2 separate regions of the Mus musculus genome follow, and region 2 is linked to region 1. The links are chromatin contacts, called in public promoter capture Hi-C maps. All regions are on one chromosome and are shown on one strand. The core of a region is the stretch at or near the end of the contact, and the rest is flanking DNA. Distances in the headings are between cores, read along the strand shown. Region 1 overlaps Gm34296. Region 2 has its middle 16 kb from the start of Zdhhc18.

Region 1 (5,347 bases), core at 1,247-3,746:
TGGCTCAGGGGGCTGGTGAGATGGCTCAGTGGGTAAGAGCACCTAACTGCTCTTCCAAAGGTCCTGAGTTCAAATCCCAGCAACCACATGGTGGCTCACAACCATCCATAACGAGATCTGACTCCCTCTTCTGGAGTGTCTGAAGACAGCTACAGTGTACTTACATATAATAAAAAAAAAAAAAAAAAAAAAAAGATCAACTTAAAAAAAAAAAAAAAAAAAGAAAGAAAGATGGCTCAGTAGTTATGAGCTCTTGTTAGTCTCATATTCATTCCCAGGATCCACGTGGCCATTTACCACATCCTTGGGCATCAGGCATGCAACTGGGACACAGACATACAAGTGGACAAAACACCTATGCACATAAACCAATAAAAATAAGCAAAATCAATCATCATCATCCAATCAAAACACCTCTGATAGGAATAAGTTTCCTAGGACTCCTTAGAGGAGTCCTCTAAGACGTTAAAATAAGCAAAGGCAGCAGGCAGATCACGATGCATTCGAGGCTACCTTTGGTGGACACAGCCAGCTCCAGGCCAGGAAAAGGCTACCTGGTGAGACCCTGTCTCAGGTGAAAACTCAGAGAGATGACTGGAAGGAAGGGACAGCCAGAATAAGAAAAGTGAGAGATGGAGAGTCACCAGAACCATACTGTGTTACAAAATGGCTGTCACCTTAACATTTAACACGGTCTCTTTTGGAGACATCAAGGCTCCACAGTGACAATTAGCAAGTAGCTGATTTACATGGAAAATGATAGATTTTTTTTGACACAGTTGCAATTATTCAACTTACTAGTAAAATTACTATTATGTGGACTCTGACTCAAAACAAAAGGACTGTGGAAGTTGGGTGTGGTGGCACATGCCTTTAATCAAAGAGCTAGGGAGACAGGGACAGGTGAATCTCTATAACTGGAAGGCCAGCCTGATCTACACAGAGTACAAAGTGATGTGCTGTCTCAAAAAAAAAAACAAAGATAGCCCAGCACTCGGGAGGCAGAGGCAAGCAGATTTCTGAGTTTGAGGCCAGCCTGGTCTACAGAGTGAGTTCCAGGACAGCCAGGGCTATACAGAGAAATCCTGTCTCAAAAAAACGAAGAAGAAGAAGAAGAAGAAGAAGAAGAAGAAGAAGAAGAAGGAGGAGGAGGAGGAGGAGGAGGAGGAGGAGGAGGAGGAGGAGGAGGAGGAGGAGGAGGAGGAGGAGGAGGAGGAGGAGGAGGAGGAAGAAGAAGAAGAAGAAGAAGAACAAGAAGAAGAAGAACAAGAAGAACAAGAAGAACAAGAAGAACAAGAAGAAGAAGAAGAAGAAGAAGAAGAAGAAGAAGAAGAAGAAGAAGAAGAAGAAGAAGAAGGAAGAAGAAAAAGAAGAAGAAAAAGAAGAAGAAAGGAATAAGGAATATGGGGATAGCCTGTGATGAGACTCAGTGGTAGAGTGCTTGCTTAGTGTATAGATGGCTTTCTTTCTTTTTCTTTTTCCTTTTCTTTTTCTCTTTCTTTCTTTCTTTCTTTTCTTTTTTCAAAACAGGATTTGTCCATGAAGTCCTGACTGTCCTAGAACTCACTCTGTAGACAGGGCTGACCTCAAACTCAAGGGATTGATCTGCCTCTGTCTCCTAGATGCTGGAACTAAAGGTGTGTGCCACCAACACCCAGTGTAGGACCTTTCTTTTTCTTTTTCTTTTTTTTTTTTCCAAAATGGACACTAGAGGAGGGAGGAGGGAGAGGCATAATCCTGGAGTTTAGCATGATGAAGGCCTAGTGATTGATCCCAGGCTTTGCTCATTGGTAAAGGCATTTACTGCCTAGCCTGACGACTTTAGTCCCAACAGCCCACAGGATGAAAGAGAGAACCAATTCCTAGTTGTCCCCTGACTCCCACATACACACCATGGCATGCATACACATATATACAGGTGCACACCTTTAATAACAGCACTCAGGAGTTATTAGAGGCAGGGTGATCTCTGAGTTTGAGGTCAGCCTGGATTACAGAGTGAGTTCCAGGACAGCCAGGGCTACACAGAGAAACTCTATTTCAAAAACAAAAACAAACAAACAAACAAAAAAAGAAAGAAGAGAAAAAAAAAGCAAAAAAACCTGAAAACAAAAAGAAAAGAAAAATAGAAAAATAAATAACAATTTAAGAAAAAGAGAAGGAACTAGAGTAGCCTCGTTGGGTGTGGTGGTGCATGCCTTTGACCACCATGCTCTAGAGGCAGAGGCAGGTGGTGGTTATATATGAGTTCAAATCCTACACAGTGAGTTCCAGGACAGCCAGGGCTATACAGAGAAACCCTGTCTCGAAAAAAAAAAAAAAAAATGGAGGTGGTATCTGATTAAATTCATCCCTCTGTGAAAGAAGACAAACAGTACCACACAAAAAAGCCACCAAGAGTAAGCAGGAAAGGGCTGGCAGTGGTGCAGTGGGGAGCCTATGAGAGGAAAGGGGCGTGCCAACTGCAGGGCTCAGAATCATCGAACCCATCCCTGCCTCGTCCTCATGAGGGAACTGAAAGAAACAAGAAACGTTTAGTTACAGCACTCTGGAGTTCTCTAGAAGGAACCAGCTAAAAGGAACTAAAAAAACAAAAAAACAAAAAAACTGAAAAGAGAAGTTTCAGGGCAGCTCAACTTTTGCCATCCAAATGCAAACGTTGATGGAATCAGTTGCTGTTGTGACCAATGTCTGGAGAGCTGGGGTTTGCCCCGACTCCTCCAATAGCTGCTGGTTTTTCGAGACAGGGTTTCTCTGTATAGCCCTGGCTGTCCTGAAACTCACTCTGTAGACCAGGCTGGCCTCGAACTCAGAGATCCGCCTGCCTCTGCCTCCCGAGTGCTGGGATTAAAGGTGTGCGCCACCACGCCCGGCTCTGCTGGGTGATCTTGAACACGTGAACAGTTTTCAAAAATCTCCAGTTTTGCACCTGCAAGGGAAGTGGAAGGAGAAGTATCAGGGAGTTCAGGGGCACTCACAGTTCCTCAGTGACTTCCAGACCAGGCTGGGCTGTAAGACTATCTGAAAAGGAAAAAAAAAAAAAATTCAAATCCTAAGTTGTTTCCATTTTGTTCTGTTTGGTTTTGCTTTCTGTCTTTACAAACATAGTTACAAATATTTGCACATTTTTTTTTTCTGAACTGTTTGACTAGAGGAACATCATATGCTTTTACTTCTCTCTCTACCAAGAACATTATTCCTTCACGTAACCACAGCATTGTACAACAATCTAACAGCGTTTGCTATACAGCTATTCAACCTCGTGGCTCCTCTTAGATTCCGTCAGTCGTCCTAACAACATCATTAAGCCACCATTTTTCCTGCTCCAGAACCAAATCCACGCGATCACCATCACCTTTAGTTTTTGCGATCCATTTGTCTCCTTAAGTCTTGCCCAGTTCCCCAGACTTTTCTTTTCGGTTTTCTGACCTTCATGACGTGTTTGAACAGTACCGGTCAGTTAGTTTATAAAATGGCTCTCAGTGGGGTTTATTTGACATTTCCTCGTGACTAGATAAAGCATGTGCGTTTCTGGTAGAATTACCACTGCAGCAATGCCATGACCTCATGGCCTCTTTTATTTTTAATTACATGAATGTAGATCGGTGCAGATCCTGGTACTGAAGGATGTCAGTCTTCGGATGCCTGTTGTTGTTGTTGTTGTTGTTGTTGTTGTTGTTGTTGTTTTGAGACAGGGTTTCTCTGTGTAGCCTTGGTTGCCCTGGAACTCACTATACATAGACCAGGCTGGCCTCCAACTCACTGTCTCTGCCTGCCTAAGTGCTGAGATCAAAGGCATGCAACACAACACCAAGTTATCAGCAAGTGCTCTCAACTCTGAGAAATCTCTCCAGCCCCCTTATGACTTCTTCTTCTTCTTCTTCTTTTTTTTTTTTTTAGATTTATTTATTTATTATATGTAAGTACTCTGTGGCTGACTTCAGACACTCCAGAAGAGGGCATCAGATTTTGTTACGGATGGTTGTGAGCCACCATGTGGTTGCTGGGATTTGAACTTGGGACCTTTGGAAGAGCAGTCAGTGCTCTTAACCACTGAGCCATCTCGCCAGCCCTCATGACTTCTTATAGTGGCATATTTAGTCAGTTTGTCCCAACAAGAGGGACATTAGGTTTGATGACTTGACCAGGGAGGTACTACTGAGTTTCTCCCACTATTTTCCTTATGTAATTATTTAGTAACCTATGGAAAAACATACTGCCTTGCAAATGTGCAAAATCAACCCCTGTCATCCACTGCTTTGAGCATCCCAGACTGATTTCGTCCTTTTACGGAACCTTCCTAAGGCTTAGGCCCTTTAATATGGATCCCTGTGTCAAGGTGACCCCTACCCATAAAATTATTTTTGTTGCTACCTCATAACTGTAATTTTGCTATTGTTATGAATCATAATGTAAATCTCTGCTTTCCAATGGTCTTAATTGACCCTGTGAAAAAGGGTCATGGACCCCCACAGATTTATTACTCACTGTCAGGAAGACTCTCTCTTATACATTTATAAAAATATATATTTATAATTATGGTTCACTACAATTTTATTTTAGATTTATAAATCATTACTATTATTTTGAATAAAGCATAACTTCTGAAACTCTCCTGTATCATATTAAAAAGTTACCAAAAGATTAACAAATTTGGCTAGGCATGATGATGCACGCCTTTGATCCCAGCACTAGAGAGACAGAAGCCAGCCGATCTCTGGGACTTCAAGGCCAGCCAGTCTACTCTATGTAGTGAGATCCAGGATGGCGAGGGCTGTTGCCCAGAGAAACCCTGCCTCAAAAAACAAATAGAGAAAAAATTACAAATTTCTGGGCCAGTGAGGTGTCTCAGCAGGAAAAGGGGCTTGTTGCCAGGCTAGCAACCCAAGTTCTATACCCAGGACTCACACAGTAGAAGGGAACCCTTGCAAACTGAACCCACTGAGCAGCTGAAGGCGGCCTTGGCTGCTGACCCTCCTCTCCCATCTACCTCACAAGAGCTAGGATTGAAGGCATGTGCTACACACATAGCACAGGCCTTTATTGACCTATTAAAATGGGGGGGGCGGGGTGGGGAGGCTGGAAATATGCCTCAGTTGTTAAGAGCACCGGCTGCTCCTCCAGGACCCAGGTTCAGTTCACCACTGTCTGTAACTCTATCCAAAGAATCCAATACTGTCTTCTAAGCTCCTTAGGCACAAGGTGTAAACACACACACACATATAGGCAAAACACTCATACATATAAAATAAGTAAATCTCCTTGGACACACATGTGGTCCACAGATACACATGCAGGCAAAATATTTACATGCAAAAAAATAAATCCTAAAAAATAAATCACAGCC
Region 2 (5,347 bases), core at 1,968-4,467, 150 kb before region 1:
CTTAAGTGAGACAACTAAATATGTGCTGTGGTGATTTGAATATATTTGGCCCAGGAAGTGGCACTATTTGCGGGTGTAGCCTTGGAGTAGGTGTGCCACTGTGGGTGCAGGCTTTAAGACCCTTTTCCTAGCTGCCTGGAAGCCAGTCTTCTGTTTGACTGCAGAAAAAGAGCTGGAACCTCAGGTCCTCCTGCACCATGCCTGCCTGGATGCTGCCATGCTCCCTGCCTCCATGATAATGGACTGAACCTTTGAACCTGTAAGCCAACCCTAATTAAATGTTGTCCTCATAAGAGTTACTTTGGCATTGGTGTCTGTTCACAGCAGTAAAACCCCAAGACACATGCCTAAGCTATACTGCATAGCGTCATGCTCCTAGGCCCCCAAACCTCGATAGCTTGTTACTGTACTGAATGCTACAGGCAAACGTCACATGATGCTATTTGTGTATTTAGCATAATTAGACAGAGAAAGCATGCAGTGAAGGCATAGAGGCTCCTCCAGAGGAGCAGGATCTCAGGGGAGGCTTTAGCTACAGAGCAAGCTTGGGGCCAGCCTGAGTTAACATGGGCCCATAGCCTTTTGTTTGGTCATTATTTTGGTTTGGTTTGGTTTTGATTTTTTAAGACAGGGTTTCTCTGTAGAGCCCTGGCTGTCCTGGAACTCATTCTGTAGACCAGGCTGGCCTCGAACCTAGAAATCTACCTGCCTCTGCCTCCCAAGTGTGGGGATTAAAGGCATGTGCCACCACCGCCCCCAGCTTTTTTTTTTTAAGACTTTTTATTTATTTATTTATTTATTTATTTATTTATTTATTTATTTATTGTATATGAGTACACTGTAGCTCTAATGATGGTTGTGAGCCTTCATGTGGTTGCTGGGAATTTGAATTCAGGACCTCTGCTCACTCCCGCTTAAAGATTTTTTTTAATTATTTATTTATTATATGTAAGTATACTGTAGTGTGTCTTTAGACATTCCAGAAGAGAGCATCAGATTTCGTTACAGATGGATGTGAGCCACCATGTGGTTGCTGGGATTTGAACTCAGGACCTTTGGAAGAGCAGTCAGCACTCTTAACCACTGAGCCATCTCTCCAGCCCAAAGATTTATTTATTAGTATATCTAAGTACACTGTAGCTGTCTTCAGACATACCAGAAGAGGGTGTCAGATCTGGTAATGGATAGTTGTGAGCCACCATGTGGTTACTGGGATTTGAACTTAGGACCTTTGGAAGAGCAGTCAGTGCTCTTAACCGCTGAGTCATGTCTCCAGTCCTGGTTGGTTGTTTTGAGACAGAGTTTCTCTCAATAGCTTTGTTCATCCTGGAACTCACTCTGTAGACCAGGCTCATTCAAACTCACAGAGATCCACTTGTCTTTACCTCTAGTGTGCTGGGATCAAAGGTTTGTGCCACCACCCACAGAGACTATATCTTGTGGTGGTGGTGAGGGGGGGGGCGTGGCAAGAGCAAGCTAGACATAGTAGTGTGTGCCTATATCCCCAGGACTTAGGCTAAAGCAGGATGGTGTGCTCAAGGCCAGATGGGCTGCTGGTGCCTACCATGAATAGTGCATGCGTGACAGCCTATAGGGTTGTCTTAGTTAGGGTCTTATTGCTATGAAGAGACACCATGGACAAGGCAACACTTATAAAGGGCAACATTTAACGGGGGTAGCTTACAATCTCAGAAGTTTAGTCCATTATCATCATGGTGAGAAGCATGGCAGCATCCAGGCAGACGTGGTGCTGGAGAAATAGCTGAGACTTCTCCATCTGTCAGCAGGCAGCAGGGGGACATTGTATCTCACACTGGCATACCTTGAGCATAGGAGATCTCAAAGGAAGCCCCCACAGCCCCAACAAGGCCACACCTCCTAATAGTGCCACTCCCTATGGGCCAAGCATTCAAACACATGAGTCTATGGGGCCATATCTATCAAATTACCATGAGGACCGAGAGTCACTCTAGGTGAATTAGAGAATGAACCTTGAGAGGTGTCAAGGGCCAGGACCCTTCTAGATAGCCCTAGAGGTTTTATGAACATTCTAGATGAATGGTTCTCAACCTTCCTAATGTCTTTAATACAGTTCCTCATGTTGTGGTGACCCCAACCATTACATTATTTTTTGCTACTTCACAACTATAATTTTGCTACTGTTATGAATCATAATGTAAATATCTGACATGCTGGATATCTGATATGTAGCCCTTGTAAAAGGGTCATGACCCGATCATAGGTTGAGAACTGATGCTCTATACTTAGGCTATGAACTTATTAAAAATGTTTTCATCAGAGCCAGTGAGATAGCTTGGCACATGAAAGCACTTGAGCCCAAAATTGATGCCCAAGGCCCATATGATAGCAGGACAGACCCAAGTCACCCACCATGTGCCCTTCAGTGGCACACACACACACAAATAAATAAATTTAATTACAATTTCTTTCCTGCTTGTGTAAACAGTTTTTTTAAAAAGAATTATATATTTATTCTATGTACATGAGTACACTCTAGTTGTCCTCAGACACACCAGAAGAGGGCATCAGATCCCATTACAGATGGTTGTGAGCCACCATGTGGTTGCTAGGAATTGAACTCAGGACCTCTGGAAGAGCAGTCAGTGCTCTTAACCACTGAGCCATCTCTCCAGCAGAGAGAACTCAGAAATCCACCTGCCTCTTCCTCCCAAGCGCTGGGATGAAAGGCATGCACCACCACTGCCCGGCTGACGCACACTTTTAATCCCAGCACTCGGGAGTCATAAATAAGGTGGATCTCTGAGTTTGAGGCTAGCCTGGTTTATATGCAGGCAAAAGATTCATATGTAGATAAAAGAAAATGAATACGCTCCCCCCACCCAATTAAAAGGACATGAACAAGCAAGACGCATCTATACTGTCTAGATCAGAGAGTAAACCCAAGAGTTTGGAGTTACTGAACCTGTGACATCTGGAGGGGCTGGACAGAGCCCTTCGGACACTGGAAACATCTAGTGTTCTTGCCGGCTGTCTCTGTACTTGCCGGGGACAGGGACGCAGACTAGCTAGATGCTGCTGTCTCCGTGTGGGATGCTATGGAGCTGTTTCTGTGACTGTTGCTGGGGAAACACATGTCCAAAGTTCATTCCACAGCAAGGGCAGGAAGGACCTGCAGCTACAGGAGAGGAGTATTAGGACCCTCACAGGAACAGGAAGCCAGTTGAAGGAGCCAACGCCTCCCTTCTTCCTCTGGCCTCACTATTGCCCTCTCGTGGCCTTTACTGGCACAGCCTAACACAGAGGCTGCTGGCACCAGTTACACAATTTTTCTGTGCAGTGCTCCAGTATCTATCTCCAAAAATATTTTGGAGCACAGAGCTAAACAAACAAAAAACATAGTAATTAGCAGAAGAGAGGTATTTGTAATATGTATATGGAGCTGGACAGTTGTTTTTTTTTTCCAGAGGGCAGAGGTTTAATTCCTAACACCTACAAGGTGGCTTACTACAGCTGTCTATAACTCCAGTTCCAGGGGATTGACGCCCTCTTCTGGCCATTCTGGGCACTTGCATGTATATGGTGCACATGCAGGCAAAATTCTCATATAATTAAAATGTAAAAGATTATATTTGCAATTCAAAAGTACATTTAATGGGGCTAGAGAGATGGCTCAGCAGTTAAGAGCACCGACTGCTCTTCCAGAGGTCCTGAGTTCAATTCCCAGCAACCACATGGTGGCTCACAACTACCTGTAATGGAATCTGATGTCCTCTTCTGGTGTGTACTCACATACATAAAATAAATACATAAATCCTGTTTTTAAATTACATTTAGGAGCTGGGTGTGGTGGCACATGCATTTAATCCCAGCACCCGGGAGGCAGAGGCAGGCAGATTTCTGAGTTCGAAGCCAGCCTGGTCTACAAAGTGAGTTCTAGGACAGCCAGGGCTATACAGAGAAACCCTGTCTCGGTAAAACCAAAAAATAAAAAAGAAAGAAAAATAAATAAAGAAAAAATAAAATTACATTTAATTATTTATTGTGTGTCTCCATATGTGTCCCTTCCCATCTGTGCCCATGTGGCAGTTGAAGGACAATTTACAGGGCTTGTTTTTTGTTTTGTTGTTGTTGTTTTTATTTATTATATGTAAGTACACTGTAGCTGTCTGCAGACACTCCAGAAGAGGGCATCAGATCTCCTTATGGATGGCTGTGAGCCACCATATGGTTGCTGGGATTTGAACTCAGGACCTTCGGAAAAGCAGTTGGTGCTCTTACCTGCTGAGCCATCTCTCCAGCCCCCAGGGCTTGGCTTTCTTCTTCTTTCGCCCCATGGATTCCTGGGACTGAACTCAAGGCCTTAGGCTTGGCTGTACATGGCCACTGTCAGTCCTCAAAAGCAAATTTTAGCCCCCAACCCCACCCAGCCTCCAGCTGGCTGAACCCTAAAATTAACAGTAGACCCTCATATAGGGAGCTATTGGCGAAAACTGGACATTTGCCAAGGAGGAGAGTCGTCAAGGCACAACTTACAGAAGTCCGTGTTCAGGAAGGTGGGGGGGAGGGAGCCAAAACAGACAACGGGCCAAGGACTCCTTCCAATAGGGAAATCAGGGTCCAATCAGGAGCTGTCCCCGAGTCCAGTCCTGTCCCCAGTCCCTGGGGCAGTCTTGCTTTGCCTGAGCAGTGAAGATTAACAAGCTTTTGACCAGAAGCCCCAGCTTTCCCTGCTTCCCTTTTCTGATTGGCAGTCTGACCCCACTTTACCCTTTCTTCCTCCCCACCATGGACACTGAGTACGCCCGTCCGTGAAGAGGAGAGGATTTGTTTAATGCGTCAATGCCAGCAGTAACTGCCCCTGAAGCTGATTGCGGGACTCTGTGCTTAGTACCAGGTTTACATGGGACTTGAGGTAAATGTATTCTGTAGGGAAAAACAGGTATTTGGCTCAGAGAGACACTGACATACAAAGATCCGAGACTCCATCTTCCTGAGCGCTGGGCCAAGCTTCACTTCCTCGTAGGGACTGCCAGGTTTAGCTAGGAAAAGTGCAGGATTTGAATTTCAGATAAACAACCAAGAATTTCTCAGCATAAGTCATGTCCTGTGCAATATTTGGAACATGGTTAAACGACGAAATTATTTATGATCACCCCCTTTCCTTCTCTTGCTGTAAGGGTGGCCTCCTGACTGACAGTCCTGCTCAGTGGAAGGTCCTCTGGGCTGGGCTGACCTTTCAATGCTCAGCAAGCAAGGAGCCTGGGAAGCCAGGGCAGGGCTAAGTCAGTCACAAAACAAGGAATGGCTTCCCTAGGTCCTGACAAGGACAGGCCCCTGTTCCCAAACCTGCACTCGACTACAATGT

What was found. Capture Hi-C pulls out chosen DNA fragments and counts their contacts.
Region 2: a promoter capture Hi-C map of adipose tissue shows a contact between it and region 1. The contact joins two enhancer-like sites. A contact is called at or near these places in 9 of 39 promoter capture datasets (the C10 cell line, cranial neural crest, embryonic stem cells and 5 more), 2 of 15 datasets of contacts at CTCF or cohesin (large pre-B cells and pro-B cells), 72 of 484 Hi-C or Micro-C datasets (the 4T1 cell line, B cells, CD8 T cells and 40 more), 40 of 115 datasets of contacts at active chromatin or transcription factors (the 230-238 cell line, the HPC-7 cell line, T-cell acute lymphoblastic leukemia and 21 more) and 3 of 9 other capture datasets (adipose tissue, liver and pancreatic islet).

Annotation. Positions count from the first base shown.
Region 1 is chr4:133,802,110-133,807,456 of GRCm38.p6, forward strand. Gm34296 reads right to left here. Exons shown (of 4, transcript XM_030253992.1): 3 at 2,979-3,021. Among named protein-coding and RNA genes, the nearest start is that of Gm25270, 7.1 kb to the left of the region's middle. Within about 2 kb of position 2,497, at least 72 of the 459 cell types and tissues checked have an H3K27ac peak or open chromatin away from gene starts, as enhancers often do. A contact at or near this core is called in B cells, CD8 T cells, the HPC-7 cell line and 8 more, where this site is marked.
Region 2 is chr4:133,646,979-133,652,325 of GRCm38.p6, forward strand. It overlaps the pseudogene Gm13213. Among named protein-coding and RNA genes, the nearest start is that of Zdhhc18, 16 kb to the left of the region's middle. Within about 2 kb of position 3,218, at least 75 of the 459 cell types and tissues checked have an H3K27ac peak or open chromatin away from gene starts, as enhancers often do. A contact at or near this core is called in B cells, CD8 T cells, the HPC-7 cell line and 8 more, where this site is marked.